Linked DNA regions of Sus scrofa: region 2 is linked to region 1. A link is a contact called in public HiChIP or PLAC-seq data. All regions are on one chromosome and are shown on one strand. Each heading gives the region's core, a stretch centred on a gene start, on an enhancer-like site or on the middle of the called end of the contact. The rest is flanking DNA. Distances are from core to core; before and after follow the strand shown.

What was found. HiChIP or PLAC-seq counts read pairs in DNA pulled down with a chosen protein or histone mark.
Region 2: an H3K27ac HiChIP or PLAC-seq map of alveolar macrophages shows a contact between it and region 1. The contact joins two enhancer-like sites. A contact is called at or near these places in 2 of 2 datasets of contacts at active chromatin or transcription factors (alveolar macrophages and skeletal muscle).

Annotation. Positions count from the first base shown.
Region 1 is chr1:158,313,028-158,316,322 of Sscrofa11.1, reverse strand. It overlaps KDSR (3-ketodihydrosphingosine reductase), which reads right to left. Exons shown (of 10, transcript XM_001925913.6): 7 at 228-311. Among named protein-coding and RNA genes, the nearest start is that of BCL2, 23 kb to the left of the region's middle. Within about 2 kb of position 1,537, at least 34 of the 83 cell types and tissues checked have an H3K27ac peak or open chromatin away from gene starts, as enhancers often do. A contact at or near this core is called in alveolar macrophages and skeletal muscle, where this site is marked.
Region 2 is chr1:159,037,030-159,040,324 of Sscrofa11.1, reverse strand. No RefSeq gene overlaps it. Among named protein-coding and RNA genes, the nearest start is that of ZCCHC2, 17 kb to the right of the region's middle. Within about 2 kb of position 1,449, at least 19 of the 83 cell types and tissues checked have an H3K27ac peak or open chromatin away from gene starts, as enhancers often do. A contact at or near this core is called in alveolar macrophages and skeletal muscle, where this site is marked.

The DNA.
Region 1 (3,295 bases), core at 288-2,787:
ATTAATTAAATAAAGCTTGAAGATTATCAGCAAGAATTGTAGTCTTTGAAAATAGGGCCACATCCTCCAAGATTCCAAACGAAAGCTCCAGAAAGTTCGAAGGCCTCTGCAAGCATGTAAACTGAAAGGAACTCAATTTTCTGACTGAAGGGTGGGATGACAGAAAAGAGGAAAGGGGATTTCCTATTGATACAGACTGGAAACAGGGCACAGAGAGGTATACTCGCCTTGGTTTTGTTTTCTTCGGCAAACCCAGGGGTGTCTGTGTCTGGAGGGTAGGCCACTGTGACATAAACATTATATGGCTTCACCTGCATTGGAGAGACAACAGTTGCCCCCTCAGTCAACGAGATACAATTTCACGTCCTCCCTTGCCAGCCTGCACGGGCTCTAGGCAGACATTTGAAATACAGACCTGATTTTCTCAGAGGGTGGCGAGACCAACAGGGTGAGTCTGTAAGAGAAGAACTACCACCAACGGAGTCAGGAAACTCCTGTCCCTGAAGACGGTTTAGAAATAAAGGCGAACCGCTCCCCTACCCTCTACTCCAGGAAACAGCTGGCCCTGAGCTATGGACTCACCTCCTTTTAAGTTTCTACCCCTCCTGACAACCAGGGGCTCGGGAGCTGCCATGCGGAGAGCAGATGGTGCTAAAAGGAAATGCACCTGTCCCCCCCCCACTGCACGCCATTCGGGAGCTGCGGTCACAGCCATGGGACAGGTCTGCTCCTCCACCAGCTGACTGCAAGCCTGTTTTCCTTCACAGCTGCTTCTCAAGCTCTTGGTATGGTAAGTTCCTCTAAAAAATCTGTTGAGATCACCCAGGTCCCCTCCCTGTGTCCTTCCTGTGCCATCTGAGACCCAAGTCTGGAATCATATCTATCCCGCGAGAAGCCCGCTTGGCCAGGAACTCCCAATGCCACCAGCCCCTGCCCAGGAGTGGGTCAGGGGTCACCTCCTCCACCCCAGCACCCGCAAACGGGACGCTCCCCTGGGTGGACACCCCTGCCCTCCCAAGTCAGACCAGGACAACCTCCCCTGCAGACAACCTCAGTCCATGTTTATATGTGGAAACCTCTTCCTGGTTCCCTTTCACAGCCCCCCAGCTCTACCTGGAACAGGTGCTGAGTCTTGTTTACTTCACTGCTAGGCCTCCTCACTTTGCCACCGATACACAGACACCAACAATTCCAGAAGATCCTCCTGCTGGTTAGCCAGGACACACCTCTCCTACTGCCCCCCACCCTGCTCCATGCTACCATCTTGCCCTAATGCTTAGAGACGCTAAAGGTGGTGATTGAAACTACCAAAATCTCTGCCATGATGTTTTTTTTGCTACCGGCTCATTGTTTAGCCATGAAAGCAACTTAGGGAGTTGGCAGTGGACAGGCAGCTGGTAGTAAGGGAGGCTACTGCATGACTTAAGGTGGCTCACAAGTGACAATGTTGTCATGCTTCCTCTTGCAACAACCTCTGAGAGTACCCCAGAGTACTGTCTTAAATTTAGCATTTTTTTTTTCTTCCTATTTCCTTCTGTGAAGCAGTCTGAAGGCTGTGGGAGGAGCTGCAGGCAGAAGCTCCAGGCCAGTCAGTCTGGAAAGTGCAATAGCGGAGGATGATGGCCTTGCTGGTTCAGTTCCAGTGCACCCAGGGCGTGAGAGCTCATTCACTCAGCATCGCCAGGGCAGGCAGCATCAAGGTCCAGCCGTGCTCATAAATAGCTCTGGATTGGGGCCAGGCAGTGAGGCTGATGAGCAAGCAATTTCTCTTCCACTTGTTTTTGAGATAATGACTTCAGAAACTGTCTCCCACGGCCTTGCCCTTTACTGTGCACAAGCCAGAGAAAAACACCACCAAAATGAAGCCAATAAGAAGTCGTTAGACAGCACACCCAAAGCCTGACGCTGACTGCTCAGGCGGGGTCACTGCTGTGCTGCCCCCTGCCTTGAAATAAGCCAGGATCATGTTACATGAGCTAAGGTAAGACAGGATGTCAAAGCAGTGTTTCTCAAATGCAAGGCTGTGGCTGAGCTTCCCAATGGTTAAAACGGCTTTTCAGAACAGCTTTTTCCCAGTGTGGGTACAGACTGTCCGGCTTGGAAGAAACCAGTTCACCCCCTTTCTGGGCGCTGGTATCCTCTCTACAATCACGGAGCCAAATGACTCTCTCCACCTATGGTTGGACATCTCCAGTGGCTGGTAACCTAAGCACTATTTATTTATGAAACAAACACTTACTGAATTATTGCGATGCCCTCATGAGCTTATAGCTTCCAGAAACCCCTGGTCAAATAATTTGCTAAAATCAAAATACACTAAACTACATCTATACTTTCCCTTTAATCAACTAATCTCATAATCCCAGTAGAAACAGAAATAAGGCTAGTCTAGCGTCCCTTGTTCCTGATAAGACAGTGCTGACTCCCAGAGACCACTTCTGCTGAGAATTTATAAGCCAGGACTTCACTGATTCCCCCCCGTTTACTCAGCCACCGTCTGCGTCTCCTTGTCCCTGTTGACTGACCATTCTCTCTCCCCCTCCTCCACCCTAGTCCCAACCCTGTTATCATTTTCTCCCTTCAACCTGGCCTCATTCTCAATTAGAAAGACACCTACTTGCTCAAGAACTGATTTATTACCGAAATAATCTCACCTAAGGCGTGTTGCTCCTCCTTCCACTAAAGCAAATGCGTGAGGGCTGGAGAAAGGATTAGAGCTGTTGATGAGGCTCCAGAATTTAAACTTCAACTTACTCTGGTCCATGGTGGGAAAAAGATGGAGGACGGCATGACCAGGACAAGAGAAGCAGAAAGGGCAGACACCTAGCTTTCTGTGACTTGGTCTCTGCTACCACATTTTTGGCTATACCCTGCTTTGCAGGGTGCTGCTTTCCACAAAGATCAACTTTTAAAATCTTTAGATGATGTATTTGTACCCAAAAGACTGAGTACGAAAAAGGAAGACAGGAGTTCCTGTCACAGCTCAGTGGAAATGAATCTGACTAGCATCCATAAAGACGCAGGTTTGATCCCTGACCTCGCTCAGTGGGTTAAGGATCCGGTGTTGCCGTAAGCTGTGGTGTGGGTTGAAGATGTGGCTCAGATCCTTCACTGCTGTGGTTGTGGTGTAGGCCAGCAGCTGCAGCTCCAGTTCCTAGCCTGGGAACCTCCATATGCCACGGATGTGGCCTTTAAAAGTCGGGAAAAAAAAAAAAAAGGAAAAAGGAAGACAAAAAGAGCCAACAAAACATTCTTTCAAATGTAGTCATTTTACATAAAACATGAGTGGGTCCTA
Region 2 (3,295 bases), core at 200-2,699, 720 kb before region 1:
GTGCAGCCACTGTGGAAAACAGTTTGGCAGTTCCTCAAAAAGTTAATCATAGAATTCCCATATGATCCAGTATCCTAGAACTGAAAATAGGTACTCCAAGAAATATGTGTACATGAATGTTCATTACAGATCTATTCACAATAGCCAAATGGTGGAAAAAAACCCACATATCCCTCAGTGGATGAATACATAAACAAAATGTGGTGTATCCATACAATGGTATATAACTGAGCCCTAATACTACACTGCATACTCATTCTGCATCCTACAATGTGGATAAACTTCCAAAACATTATGCTAAGTGAAAGAAGCCAGACACAAAAGGTCACATAGTATATGCTTACACATATATACTTTGTCCAGAATAGGTAAAACCATAGCCATAGTGGCTGCCAAGGGATGAGGAAAGGGAGGAATAGGGAATGATGGCTTCATGAGTACAGAGTTTCTTTTTGAGGTGATGAAACTAGACAGAGGTTTTGGAACTAGACAAAGGTGATGGCTGCACACATGGTAAATGTACTAAATGCCACTGAACTCTATACTTTAAAATGGTTACTTTTATGTTATGTGAATTTCACTTCAACAAAATCAAGGGAAAAGATGACAACAACCAGCCCCTCCCCCTCCCTCTGTCCCCACCCCTTTTTCAGATACTTCTGTGGAGCTGCCTCTGTGGGAATGAGCCCCACACCCTCAGGTTGGTCCTTCAGGTGCTTAGCGCATCCTCAGGGCGCAGGAAGTACAGTGCAGGCTTGTCCTACTGTTAACAGGAGCTTAAGAAAGAGTCACACACATACCAGGGCCCTCCCTGGTCTCTCTGTGTCTCCCCTCTTCATCTTCCCCCTGACCTCTGCCACCCAAGTCTTGCATGTTGTATCAGGACTGGCTCAATAATTTGTGGAGCCCAGTACAAAGTGAAATTGCCAGGCCCTCTGTGAAAAGATTAAGAATTTCAAGATGTGGAGGGTGTTCCCTGGTAGCTCAGCAGATTAAGGATCTGGCATTGTCACTGCTTTGGCACAGGTTTGACCCCTGGTCTGGGAACTTACGCATGGTACAGGCGTGGCCAAAAAAGAAAAAAAAAAAAAAAAAGAATTTCAAGACGGGTATAGCAGAGCATCCAACAAGCAGGCTCTTCATGTCTGAGCACAGGTCATGCACTCTGGGGTACCCCACCCCTCTCCTGTTCCTGACTCCCTCATCACCTTATAGCACTATACAGACTCCCTGTCTGACAACCATGAATGCCTATATCCTGTCCAAGCTGCCTCAGACAACTCAGCTGTCCCCACAGAGCCATCCTCTGAAGCCAGATCAGTTTCATGCCGTCCCAGCCTTGTCCTTCTCACCCCCTCCCTCACATTGCTTGGCACAGTTTGCCTGAGCCTTCAGCAGGTCCAGCAGCCACCTTGGCTGCCTCCAGAGCTCACTGTTGGAACAAGAGGTGTGGGCTCTGAATGTGAGGTGACTGGCAGGAAGCATGGCAAGACTGAGGCTCTGGACCAATGGAGGAGGTCAGGCCTGGTGATTTCTAAGTCCCCTTTAAACCCTAAGAGTCTACATTGAATCTGGCACCATTATTCTCTATTTTCACAGATGAATAAACTGAGACTTAGAGAGGTTAAGTGACGTGAGCAAGGTCACACGGCTGATTCATGTTTCACTTTGAATCTCAGTGTAACTTGGAAAACTTAAGGTATTTTTTTTTTAATTTTGTTAATACTGGCTCATGTATAAGTTGTCCATATTCACAGCTTAGTGATTTCTAGGACTCTGTTCAGATCAGGACTTTTTTTCTTCTTTTTAATAAGCTTTGCTGGCTAAGTTTCAGTTTCATTAGTTTCATTTCATTTTCTATCATTTAAGTTTCAGTTCTGTTCTCAGGATATTCTCTTTCCCTTTGTAGTGGTATTATCCGATCCTGTTTATTATAATTGTTCCTTTGTGCCCTGGAACCTGATTAAGATGAACCCCATTAATTCTATGGCAGATATTCCTAAACAAGATGTTTAAACAGATTTAAAGCTTAGTTCCATGCATATTTGTTCTAGCTTTAAGCAAAATGTATCTATTTTATTAGTACCATAAATTTGCCCAGTAGTTGCTTTGGTAGCTATGTATCCATGGCTTAACTTACCCCATCTGTACATTCCTTGATATTAAAAGGCCACTAAGAATCTCTGACATTCTGATCAGCCTATCATGAGTGAATTACATCCATGATTTCTGCCTCTGCCAGAAAAAGGACTGATGGAAAACTTCATGAACTTGCAGGGATTCTGGCTGTAAAGTGGAGAAAAGGAGACTGTGTGTATCCATATTCACAGCTTAGTCTCAAATCTATTGAATCCAAACAGCCCAAGGACTCCATGGACAACATGAACTGGAAAGTTTGAGGAAAGGACTCAAAATAGTGACCACGTGGTTAGAACACTCTTCAGACTTGATGGCACTTAGGGAAAAAGAAAGACTGAACTTTCTATTTAGGCAGCCACACATACTTCAGGCACTAAATCACTAAGATATTTCGACTCTAAAAAATTCGTTTGAAACTTAAATCCTTGATACCCCCACATTTGAAAGTACCTTGTTTTCCTTTCCAGAATTAATATATGCTCCATTTTGACAATTTGGAAGACAGAAAAAGTAGAAAGAGAAAAAAAATTCAAACTGCAATTTTGTTGTTAAAAGATAACTCCTCTTAACATTTTCGGGTATTCTCCATTTATTTTTTCTTAGTCATATTTTTGCATATTGTTTTGACCATGCTGCATGTAAAATTTTATATCCTGATTTTTTTCGCTTAACATTATATTATAGTATTTCCCTGTGTTCTCGTATAGCGCATTTGCCCATTCACTTATTTTTGGACATTAGTATTACAAATTATCCTACTATGAACATATTTGTATATAAAGTTTTTTTAAAGAGTTATTTCCTCAGAAGTCATCCTCAGAAATAGGTATACAGTTGGGCCCTCCCTATCTGCCAGTTCCACATGTACAATTCAACCAACCTCGGATCAAAAATATTTGGAAAAAATTAATTCCAGAAAGTTCCAAAAAGCAAAACTTGCACTTCCTGTAAGCTGGCAATTATTTACAGAGCATTTACATTGCATTAGATATTATAAGTATTTTAGGGATGATGTAAAGTATACAAGAGGGTTTGCATGGGTTATAGGCAAACACTGTGCCATTTTATGTGAGGGACTTAAGTATCCTCAAATTTTAGTGTCCAAACGGGTCCTGGAACCTGTACTAAGTGATACAAAAAAATTTTTTTTAAGATT